Regions from separate parts of the Bactrocera dorsalis genome. Here region 1 is linked to region 2. A link is a contact called in public Hi-C data. All regions are on one chromosome and are shown on one strand. Each heading gives the region's core, a stretch centred on a gene start, on an enhancer-like site or on the middle of the called end of the contact. The rest is flanking DNA. Distances are from core to core; before and after follow the strand shown.

Region 1 (6,435 bases), core at 479-2,978, 120 kb after region 2:
ATAAAGCAGAGGAAATTGTATTGCGGAATAATTAGTGCAACAACAAAAGTGTATATGGAAATGAAAGTGAAATAAAACAAGAAAAAATATTAACTTTGGTTGCAACGAAACTATAATACCCTGCACTGATATATTTTTTAAAGCATATTTTTAAAGCATAAAGGTTAAATTTTGTGAACAAAATTTGTAAAGTAAAAAAGTTTTCCATACAAGACTTGAGTTGGATCGCTCAGTTTACATGGCAGTTATATGCTATAGTAGTTAGATTTGAACAATATTTTCGGAGTTTGTAGCGTTGCTTTTGATTATAATCTTTGACAAATTTCATGTAGATAGCTTGTCAAGTACAAAAGTTTTCCATACAAAGACTTATACTGAATCGGTCAATTTGTATGACAACTATATGCTATAGTGGTTCGAACTGAGAAATTTTTTCAGTTATTGTAGGGAGACTTACGGTTATAATTTGTGCCAAATTTCATACAAATATCTCGTCATATGAAAGAGTTTCCCATATAAGGACTTAAGTTAGATCGCTCAGTTTGTATGACAGCTATATGATTTAGTAGTTCGATTTGTGCAAATTTTTCGGAGATTATAGCGATGCTTTGGATTGAAGTATCTGCAAAATTTCATGCAGATATCTCCTAAAATGAAAAAGTTTTTCCTACAGGAACTTGATGTGGATCGTTCAGTTTGTACGACAGCAATATGCTATAGGGGTTCGATCTGAGTAATTTCTTCAGAGAATGTAGCGAGGCCTTGGACTTTAATCTCTGCAAAATTTCATGCAGATATCTCATAAAATGAAAATGTTTTCCCTACAGGAACTTGATGTGGACCGTTCAGTTTGTATGACAGCTATATGATATAGTTGTCCGATGTGGGCGGTTCTGACAAATTGCCATTTCTTTGGTGAAAAAAGCACATATACAAAATTTCAGAGCGATATCTCAAAAATATAGACTAGTTTGCGTATGATAAATATGGCTGATGATTGATATGGGCAAAAAATGGAAAGACTCTTTAATTTAAATTTTGCGTGAAAATCAAGGGTTTTGTAGGATCTCCGTTTTCTTTTGGGTGTTACGAATATCTTGACAAACTTAATATATGTACATACCATGTTGAGGGTATAAACATAAAAATTTTTAGTTTGAGAAAACATTAAAAAATATTTGTGTGTGTATTTTAATTACATGGCCTTGACCGAAAGCCAAATTTAGTACCATAAAATAATTACATAATTTTTTTCCAAATTTTGTTTATTTTTTATTTTTATATTTATCTAAATTGCAAATTTATTGTTTATTTGCACAACAAACGAGGGAAAAGATTCTCGGAAAAAAATATTATTTCTACGTGCATCAAAGGAATTCGTACTGACGCATTCCATTCTAAACAGATCGCAAAATATTGCCTACCACAACAAACATGTGTCTTCTGCGAAATATTTACCACCCTGCACACCTGCGACGCACTCTCCGCTAGACACCAACTCGCAGTTTATATGTATGAACCCACACAGACAACTATATTTCGTCTCGTAAACGGAAAACTCATCATTGAATAAACAAAAAGGTAAGAAAACCACACCACAAAACAGTCAGCACAGGTGAAAAAAGATAAACACGCACGAAGACAGCGACCAAGAAAAGAGTCGCTCGTCTGTCACACACGAGTCACACAAATGTCTACAAGTGCGAAAATGTCGCACCACATGCGGCGCCCGAACACGGAAGACTGCACGAGCGCTCTTCTTTTGTTTACAAATAACACTGGCGATTCACTTTAGACACTTTTCTTATATCTTAACTTGTAAGCTCACTTTATTCTATACCCTTTAATTGAATTTATTCGTAATTTCTCACTTTTGTAATTTAAATCGCTATTTATGCGCCAGTCACACATTAATCGAAATCAAAGACAACCCCAAATAATTGGAAAGGGTTTTGTCAGTTCATTGCTTCACCTCAAACATTCACTATTCACACTATGCACTATGCCTAGGCAGTTTGGTTAGTGCTAATATCCGCTCGTTACATTTGCTCGTCTCGACAAGATCGATTCTACTGAATCCAGTAAACGCGAGCAGCCGTACGTCCGCGCCGCGTCCGCAGCATTCACTTTGTATTGTTGGCAAAAAGCGTACATTCATTCGTTGTTTGTGTTTACTGTTTACTGGCCGATCGCTGACGACGACGACAACGACAACGACGGCGACGTCGACTCCATTGACGCGCTCCAATGCGGCACAACAAAACCAAACACACACTGCTCTGTCTGCCCATTTGTTAGACACTTACACACATACACACACACATACAGCCATAAATATCTATGTATGTGCGGTGCTCAGGAGTTTTTGTGTTGTTTGGCTCTCCTGTGGCGGTGCACTGCACCACCTTCCATCGCGTGGCGGCACACCGAGTCGCACCAATTCTCTCATGAACTAGCGAACCGGTGCTTTTGAGCATTTTTTACTTTGTTGTTGTTGATTGTTTTTTTTTTTGTTCGCTTTTCAGCTTCTCTAAAAATCAAAAGCATTGCGCGCTGAAGAACTGTCTGCAATCGACGAGTGACAGTGCGGTGGGCACAGTGCACAGTGTCTTCGTTTTTTGCTCTGATCGGATCTGACCGAGAATTTCAAAGTCTATTTCTTAAACTTCTTAAAAACAAAGTTTGTTAGAGTAAACTTTCGTCGAAAACTAATTTTTTTCAACGAGACACATTTTTGTATCTAGGCAAGTCGAGAGCTTAATTTGGTAGTGTCTGCGGTAAAGTCCATATCTCCAGCATTAAATACCACGAAATTTCCATAGAAGTTTGCTTTTCGTCCAAATATCACGCCAACCCTTCGTATATAAGATTTGTGAACCAACAAGAATAACAAGGTTTTATACTATTGGAAATTCTCACACCTTCTTCCTCTTCTTTACTGAAAGAAGATCTAGGTTTCCTAAATATGAAAGTCGTCCAAATTGCTTGATTGGTTGGTTGATAGGGTAGATCGAAAGACCCAACGTCTGCAAAACGTATATAGCTCTAGAGCAATCATTAAGTTCATTGTGTTCCCAAGTGAGTCCCAACTAAGTATTGAAAGCTGTTGAAGATATATACTGTTTCAACTAACAAAACACTGGACATCTGCTGAAGAAATTGTCTAACCCTTCATTGTAAACCGCGCCAAGTTGGTGTTTACAGAACTTAAGTGTTCCGTTTTTTCAGCAAATTTGGAAGGAATGAGGCAAAACGGTCTTAGGCATTTAAGGAAACTGGTTTCGCGACACCAACAGACTGTTCCAACATTCGTGTTGCCTCTTTGCACAACATTAAGCAGTGAAACTTCGCCTTGGTGGAGCGGATCGGTTTAATTACAGATCGGAACTCCACAAGACTTGGTGGTTAAAGCGAAAATTTTTCTTATGTGGAATTTTAAAGTCATACCTTATAAGACTGGGTCGTACTTTGTATGGCTGCGTACTCAGATGATATTAACTGAGTAATCTACTTTGAGCCCACTTATTGTCTGCATGCGTAACACATCAAGTATTAGTATTGGCGCTTCGGATCGCACTAATTGTCGCTTGGCTATTCAATAGATGGTTTATAAACTTTCTGGTTAGAGCAGGAGCCCACATGGAGCCTTTGTTTACAGTCTTCAAAACCAACAGTTTCCGCCTTAAAGACTGAATTGTAGGTAGTATAGTTTAAAGCTACCTTCTACGTATAGATTTCTACAGAAGAAGCCCGCTCATATTCCTATTTCACTCTTTGATCGGTCGTTGAATATACATATAAATTTAGACTGCCAATCACATTATTATTGATTCAGTTTTCTCTACGGGGAAATGTAAACTTTTTGTCTGATTCCTCATGGATCTCTTTTTCTCGGTCACATTGCCGTTTCAACCCAAGTTCATCAACAAGATCGAGTTTTATGCTCGTTGTGACTACGGGTCTAGCTCCAATATCCGAAAATCATGAGCCGGCCCATAAGTATTGCATCATACTTCACTTGAACATGTTTCTGTGTAATTAAAGCTTTAAAGATATCAGAGAATAGCTTTAAAATTTAGCACTATTTACTTTTCAAAGTCATCGAATTGGACTCCTTCGATTGATGTAATTTATTGCCTCGATCTTATATGATATTCTATAAGTATTTTAATATTTATTACAAATTCTATTACACTTTTATGAAGAGCTCTTTTTATCTGCTTGTATCCATATTTCTGAAGTAAAAATTTGCCATTACCTTACGGGTTTTAAGCTGGTTGGAGTAGTGTTCCCTCCATAATTTCATTATGCTCTGGGCATCAGTCACTAGATCAACTCGGGGGGTTCTACAAGAGTATTTGCCGGTCTTGAAACCTTCTGTTAATCGCCGTATATTTTTGTAGAATTATCAAGCATTACTCCTGTCGGCGAGCTTGTCAAGCTCTTCGTACTCACGCATTTCGACCTTTCTCTTTTTTGCAAATATGTCTCGCTTCCCTCTTCAATTCTCTTGTGGTCCATAGTAATTTGGCCAGGTAGGCAATCTGTTTCCTCTCCACTGTGACACGGCACTCCTCATCATACGAGCTGTCCTTTTGCCTTGTCCGAAAATCCATAGATTCGTTTTCGGTTTCACCATAGAAGCTTGAAATGCGGCCTCACAGTTCCCTTATACCGAGTTGTTGACGAGTGCTCTCAGAAAACAAGAGTCCAAGTCGAGTAGAAAATCGTTGTCTGTTGTGATTTCAGCTTCTAGATCTAGACCCACCTTGATGCGTAAGCATGTCTAAAACACTGGAGACGTGTCTTCCGTCTTTACATCGATTTGGTTGGTGGCTTTGCGATCCGGAGACAGCCAGGTTGAATGATGAATTTTCTATGCTGGAATCTAGTACTACAGATAACCATATATCGGCCCCCGGCGAAGTCAATCAGCCTCAACCCACTTGGGTATGTTTCATCATGGAGGGCATGATCTTAACTATACTATCGGGAGAGAATAATCATTTTTACGCAGAATTATTTATGAAAATCTTGTTATAAACTAGCCAACAATACTATATTCATGAATAATGGATCTCCTATGTTCTTTAATGAGGAATTCAGATGATCTTCTTCTGCATTATGAAGAAATATTCTATATTTGAGTAAGAGAGAGAGAGAGAATGGGAATGAGAGAAAAATTTGTGCCCCTTTTTTAAAGTGATTTTTTTTTAAATCTTGTTGTCTTCAAATAATTTCCGCGTTACCCGCACTTTGAACCACTGTTCCCTTGCAAGCTTCGTTACTCTTGAGAAAATTTTATTCTTGTTGCTCTTTAACCACTTTTCTTTAGACACCATTGTAGGTGAGTTATTCTTTGGTTGTTTTATATAAGTATGCCTTGTTGCTGAACCTCGTGTTTTGTGTGACGAGTATCTCTAACTCCAAACAAAGCGCAGTTCATTGTTTGATGCTGAAGGAGTTGGAAATACAAGCCAGCACATACATACATATCACTTCGTAAATACTTATATACATATATGTATATATATATTTGTATACTCGGATATACTTTATGCACTTATTTTTATGTTTTCTATTATGTATGGTTGCATTTAAGTGGTTTACTTGTATTCAAATGTACTATATGTATTTATAGTTCCTTGCAGGAAATTCCACTGGTAGGCATTCTCAGTGCCAGTTTCAATGTGCCTCTTCAACTACCATCATAAAATGCCTTAAAAACTGAAAAACAAAATCTTTGCTATGAATATGTTGTTTTCGAACATATATACATATGTATATAGGGTCTAAACTACACAAGTCCTGCCTTGTTGTTCTTATTAGTCAACCTTAACCCCCTTCATAAGCGGTTCAATACTATAAAATTTGGTAGCGGCAATGTCATGTATCTCCAATCAGCTGAATTTCTTTATTCTTCAAATATTTTTGTTTTTGTTGAAACAATTTCCTACAGGGTATGTATGTAAATTCAAGTGTTTCACTCTTCGCTGTATCTTTCGCCATTGGGGGTCGCAGTGGTGGCACTCTAAAAAAATCTCCATATTAATTTTGCTGTTAATAAAGCACACTTTGCCATAAATTATCATTTTAAATATGCATACAGACTGTCCGCATAGCGTTCTAATAGAACCATGTCTTCTTAGCTTAGAAAATTTGAAAAAAAAGTCCCTTTCCGGTTGTACAGTATTGTCATTTATCATGTCTAAATGTTGTAAATTGGCATTAAAATGTTAAGCAAACATTCTCTAAGCAAGCGGGGCTCTGTGGTCTTGACCTTCAAGCTGCTAGCTAATAGCCATAATCTTGAAGTTGCAAAATACTGAGTACTCTTTATATCTTGAACAGAGTATATTAAGTTTGCCAAGGTGTTTGTAATTGCCAAAAGGACGCCACAGAGACCTTATAAAGTATATAGTGACGTGTTGTTCG
Region 2 (6,632 bases), core at 3,597-6,096:
ATCGCCTGATGGAGTCTAATATTCACAACACCATCACCCATCTTGGGACCCAGCATTCACTGTTGGATAATATTCGACCGGAAAGGCCACGTTCAGCCGGCAGTGAAGCCAATATGCCAGCCGCAGCTGTGAGTGTACACGAAGACGATTCGGCGCCGTTCGAAGCAAATCGCACTGACGTATGGAACGACTTGTCGCGTTTTACGTCGACATCTTAAATTGAAGGCGTACAAAATAAAGTTTATGCAAAAATTTAAGCCGAAAGACACTCCCAAGCGACATCGCTATTGGCTCTTGGAAAGATCGAAGAAGATCTGACGCTTTCGAACCAAATTTTTGTTCAGCAATGACCCTTATTTCTGGCTCAATTGGTAAGTAAACATGCAATATTGCCGCATTCGGGACGAAGAGCAACCTGAAGAGATGCAAGAGCTACCATAGCCCCGGTCAAGATTTGAAAGATATAATTATCAAAAAATTTATGTCAAGGAATGTTCTTTTGAAAGATAATAAACATTCCCCATTAAATTTGAAGTTTCTGTGTTTTTTCTCTAAAAAAGTATGGAACTCGGAATGGTTCACATTTTATTTATAAGACGATAGAGTTTGGCTACACTTTGCCACTTAAAACTTCGATAAAAATCTTTATTCGTTGGATTTTGCTTTCTTTTTTCTTTGAATTTTTAGATTGACGTCAATATGTAGTGACGTTTGCTGGTGCCAAGTATGCGTTTATACATTGTTCTTATACCAACTTGAGGCGCTGCTTGTTGTGGGTTTGCTTTATCAAACGAAAACACTGTGCATTATCAGCTTCATATTTTAGAAATTTTTAGTTTTTGTTTTTGATAATCTGATATTGCAAAATGATTACAGAAATTGTTAAGTTTATCACAGTTATATTGTAAATATATGTAAGCCTGTACTTATATATTTCGATTTACATTTTAGTAGACCGATAATTTACATTTTGAAAGGTCGGTAACCTGTAAGTAACCGATAAAATTTAAAAACTTTCCAACATTAATTATTAAAAAGAACAAGTAAGGAAGCGCTAAGTTCGGGTGTCACCGAACATTTTATACTCTCGCATGATAAAGTGATAATCGAGATTTCATTATCCGTCATTTACATATTTTTTTTTATTTTGGTTCCTATTGTATACATATACAGAGAAGGCATCAGATGGAATTCAAAATAGCGTTACATTGGAAAAAAGCTTGGTTGTGAACCGATTTCCCCCATATTTCGTATATGTCATATATATGTAAAGAGACTATTATATACCGAATTTCATTGATATCGGTTGAGTAGTTCCTGAGATATGGTTTTTGGTTCATAAGTGGGCGACGCCACGCCCATTTTCAATTTTTGCAAAAAAGCCTGGGTGCAGCTTCCTTCTGCCATTTCTTCTGTAAAATTTTGTGTTTCTGACGTTTTTTGTTAGTCGGTTAACGCACTTTTAGTGATTTTCAACATAACCTTTGTATGGGAGGTGGGCGTGGTTATTATCCGATTTCTTCCATTTTTGAACTGTATATGGAAATGCCTGAAGGAAACGGCTCTATAGAGTTTGGTTGACATAGCTATAGTAGTTTCCGAGATATGTACAAAAAACTTAGTAGGGGGCGGGGCCACGCCCACTTTTCCAAAAAAATTACGTCCAAATATGCCCCTCCCTAATGTGATCCTTTGTGCCAAATTTCATTTTAATATCTTTATTTATGGCTTAGTTATGACACTTTATAGGTTTTCGGTTTCCGCCATTTTGTGGGCGTGGCAGTGGACCGATTTTGCCCATCTTCGAACTTAACCTTCTTATGGAGCCAAGAAATACGTGTACCAAGTTTCATCATAATATCTCAATTTTTACTCAAGTTACAGCTTGCACGGACGGACGGACGGACGGACAGACGGACGGACGGACGGACGGACAGACGGACGGACGGACAGACAGACATCCGGATTTCAACTCTACTCGTCACCCTGATCACTTTGGTATATATAACCCTATATCTAACTCTTTTAGTTTTAGGACTTACAAACAACCGTTATGTGAACAAAACTATAATACTCTCTTTAGCAACTTTGTTGCGAGAGTATAAAAAACAAAGAAAAAGAAATAAAGAAAGGGTTAGTCAGAATGGCAAGCTTTTACTCAAGTCTTTAAGCCGCCAAATATGAAATTAATTATGAATTCGATGAAAAATTAATTTTTGACTGTTAAACTTGCCATTGACTACCCTCAGCACCACCAATCCTTATCAACCATCTACCATATTACTTTCACAATACTCAATGAAACAGCAAGCACATACAAACACATGAATGGCTCTAACCAGCTGTCAGACGGCTGTTAGAAGTCTCGTACAAGGTGTAAATAGCCAAAAAGGTGCGTACACAAGCAGGGCGCTAGATACACATACATACATATATGTATATTTGTTTGGTTGTTGTGGGTACATACCTACGAAAAATAAATGTTAATATTTATCAAACAAGCATTGGGCGCTGTTCTGTTGGCATTAAGTGGCGGCGCGGAGGTGACCATCAAAAATAAACGGCGAAAAACTCGAAATGTTTGCCTTTAGCCGCAAGTAGGCAGCGTTGCCTTTTTATATCAGAAACTTTTTTTTCACTTCTTTCAATAATCTGACTGGACGTCGTGCGTTGACACAAGCGGCTTGCTGCTGTTTTTTTGTTGTAGTTGCACTTGGCGCTCGCACTTTGGTCAATTATCTGTTTGCTCGGGTGCTCTATGGCGCGTTTTTTGCTTTCTTTTTGGCGCTGGCGCTATTTGCGCAATACTTTTGGGTTCACAACTTGATTTTTTTTTATTTATTATTATTTACTTTTATTTGCTTGATTTTATGGCACTTCACTTTTCGACTACTTTTATTTAATCTTTACACGTTGTTGTATACTTGGGGCTACTTTTGGTTTAGCATACAAACACCTTCTTCTTCTTCACTGAATTTGGTCACTGCATTTCACAGCTATTCACGATTCTTGCTGCGCCAACAATATGCTTGTGGCTTGCCTTCGCGACTCTTATTTTTTTAATTTTTTAGTTTCTTTTGTTGTTGTTGTGCTTGGTTGCAGGTTTATTTCCAGGAAAAAGTCATCAATGAATGCAATGAACTTGCTGTGTGCCTGTGGCCTCCCTGCCAGCCAGTGTCCGCTGTCCGCTTTTGGCCTTTTCGGCTTTCTGACAGTTTTGTCGTCGTTGTTGTTGTATTGAATATTTGGCTGAAGAATTTTCTTCGTGGCTGCTTGCGCTTTTCGCTTCTTATGGCTTTTTAGTTGCCTGTGCGGTTGATTTAGTTGATTTAGACGCAAAGTTGCAGACAAGTTTGACTTTGGATTTTTTTTCTTTTTGTTTTTGTTTCACTTTTTCGGTTTGTCGGCGTCGCCCTGCCACAGCTGGTTAGTTGCGCTGAGAGAATTAGTATTTCTGGGCACGTCTGGGTTTTGGGGAATTTTTCGTTGGGACAACTTTGATGGCGACTCCTGCAACGAAGTTGGCGCACAGTTGACAGAATTTTAATGATGTGTGTTTTTTTCGAATTTTTCAAAAATTATGTGTCTATTCTTTTTGTGTTAATAGACGCGCAAGCACTATTTGTTGTTGTAATTGTTGTAATTAGCACAATTTCGGAATTTTGGGCGTTTTTTTAATTATAGAACATACTTTTCAAAATACTTGAAAGGTCAGAGGTCATACTATTTTTTTTTTGAAAAAAATTCATTATAAGCGCTTTTATAATTTTTTAAATTTTTTCTTATTCTCACTTTTGGTTTTCACATGCGTTTTTAATGTAAAATAATTTTTGATTTTTTTTTTTTATTTGATTGAAAAATAATTTTTAACAGAATTTGAATTTCTTTTTATTTTTTGTTTTTGTTCACTGTTTAACTTTTCAAATTATTACTATTATTTTTTACTTGATTTCAGCTAGAAACCCTTCTTTGCTCACAAAAATATTGAAGCATTTGTTGCTTTATCGCTTTTAATATTCAGAATTATTTCAAAACTCACAATACTGTACTCGAAAACACAATTAGAAACACTTACATACATATATACATATGTACATATGTATGTTCTTTGATATGTATGTCGGTATGTATTTGTGTACCTTCTTTTGCTTTTATATTTAGCCACTCACTTTGTGCTGTTATTTCTATTTTTATGCTGCTTCTAGCACAACAACACTTTCCACATAAAAAAACTATTTTATTTTCACAGCATAAACAATTATTTTCCAACTTTTCACTTCCTCTTTTGCTGATTCGCAACACGCCACTGTACTCTAGGTAAGCAAATAGCTAAGTGCCTACTGCTATATAACTATATACATATATGTATGTATGTATGCGTGTGTGCATTCAATGTGCAACAGGCTGACAATCAGCAAAGCAGTATTCTTTGTGCTCACTCGCTTTTTCTTTACTGCCTTTTCTAATTTACAATTCCACAACAACACTGCACTGCACTACTGTGGTTGTTGTTTTTGCTTTATTCACTGCGCTAATGTGCTTTTATTTTTATTTTTGCAAATTAACTGCAAGTTTAAGTAGTTTCTTCAATTTTGCCGAATTTTATTTGCATTCTTCACTAAATCTTCGTTTCACTTATTTTTCACTTCCGCGCGTTTAAGTAGTTGCTTTAATATATTTTCGAATTTTTATTTTCTTTTAATTTGGAATTTTCAATAATTTTTGGTAACTTCTTCAATTTACTTGGCACTGCGACACGTTTTCATTTATCCGCGTTATAACATCTTATTGGGGAAGTTGATGTCTTCAAACTGTTCGATTGTTCGGCTATTTCGCTTTGTGTTTCCACTGTTGCTTTGCGTTGCTGTTGTGTCGGCGCTGGTGGTGGGTTCTCTCCTCGTTTGTTTGCCGCGCGCTCTTTGATGCTTTTCAAGTTCGAATTTCGAAATTGCAGTTTTGTTGTTGGTTAGATATGAATTATTTGCTGCTCTTACTTTTTAAGTAGAGTCAAATGTGCGCTCTTAAGTTTTATACAGTGGCGGTGAAGAGAAAAGGTCTTATAAGTAAAAGTAAATAATAATAGTACGAAATTTTTAAAATATATCATAGTTATGTAATACAACAATAACACCAATATAATGTTATTAGAATGGAGAGAATAACTTAGAAGGGAACACATATTGTGTCATTTCAAAAAAAAAAATTAAAATTGATTTTATACCTTTAAATTAATATACTAAAACTTAAAATCGATGGTTCAAAGTGTTTTTGAGTTAAAGTCTTCTGAAATGTAGTATATATGTAGATATAGAGAGAGCTCTAGATCAGTTTTTCTTTAAACATGCTTTTCTGAAAACTACATTTTTCCAGTTACTCGGAGACAAATGATTCTAAGACAATACAACTTTTTCCGATTTTTTCTCATTAAAAATTGAATTTTGCCATTTTGAAAAAATTCAATCTTTTTTAAAAAAGCTATTTTGTGAATTTTTCAATCACAGATCATTGGGCAAACTATAGTTTCTAGTAAAGAATTTTTTAGTGCCCTTTTTGTGCCTTCTGAGGTTAGAAGTAACTCAAAAAATATTTGATTTTCATTATCATATCTCCTCAAGTAACGAAACACCTTACTGGCCTAATCTAATGTGATTTATATTTTGACCTTTTTTACTTTACTATAGGGAAAATAGTTCCACTGATTCTGCAAAGAGCCTCTTGAGAGTAAGTAATTTTTTTTCGAAAGACCTGTTGATCGAAAGCCCTAAAGGTGGAGTACTTTTTAGTTGAACTAAATCCATATAATTCTTGAGTTTCTATAATAACATAGAATATTCTCTGAAAAGTTCTGTAACTGGACCTTCATTTAAAAATATATTCAACCAATTATGAGAGAGCCTTGAAATCCAACGCAGAATCACTCTTGTTAACAGGTGCTACTTTAGAATGGTAAGTGATCAAGCTGATCTTCGCAGGTCGCATGACACCTTAGCCACCCTTTTTGGAACCCAAAGATAGTAAAACTTCTTATTTGAATGCTCTGCTATTGAAGTGCAACGAACACCCAACATAAAAATCTGAGTTAAGCTAGATATAACCCAACTGTAACAGGGGCATACTGTTACTAGTCCATCCAAGTCATCGTTGCCTTCGGAGAGACATCAGCGGCAGATTTTTGCCGAACATTGCAAAAAAAGCAGATAAAATTGAAAACCACCATCACTATCACTCTTGCCAACAGGTGCTACTTTGGACTGAGTAGCCAAATGAAAAGTAAAGTCCTCTCCGGACGAACAAATACCACACTCTGCAAATCTTAGCTTTGGAGGTTTTGGATTCAGTACCTGCCGGTGGAAGCAGAGGAGGACCGCTAATCCTTTGAAAAGGTCTGGTGGAAGAGCTAAAGCGTTTTGATACTCCGGCATCCCGAAAAAACATTGCAGCATTTTTGGAGCAACCTGAAAAGAATTAAGAGCTGCCATTTCATCCAGAAAAATCAACGTTTTGGTGTGGTTTCTAGGCCGGGGGAATCACCGGTCCATATTTCTTAAAAATTGAGAAAAGAACGGAACTGTCAATGGCCGCCGTTATCGCGCCATGATAAATGATTACTTGCTGAATGACATTGAAGCTCA

The links. A called contact is a pair of places that touch in the nucleus more often than the background predicts.
Region 1: a Hi-C map of whole body shows a contact between it and region 2, with 6 times the contacts expected there. The contact joins two enhancer-like sites. A contact is called at or near these places in 2 of 2 Hi-C or Micro-C datasets (both in whole body).

The regions. Positions count from the first base shown.
Region 1 is chr4:37,577,438-37,583,872 of ASM2337382v1, forward strand. No RefSeq gene overlaps it. Among protein-coding and RNA genes, the nearest start is that of LOC105222216, 10 kb to the left of the region's middle. Within about 2 kb of position 1,729, the one cell type or tissue checked has open chromatin away from gene starts, as enhancers often do.
Region 2 is chr4:37,450,170-37,456,801 of ASM2337382v1, forward strand. All of the region lies in intron 1 of LOC105222216, which reads right to left. Among protein-coding and RNA genes, the nearest start is that of LOC125778367, 92 kb to the right of the region's middle. Within about 2 kb of position 4,847, the one cell type or tissue checked has open chromatin away from gene starts, as enhancers often do.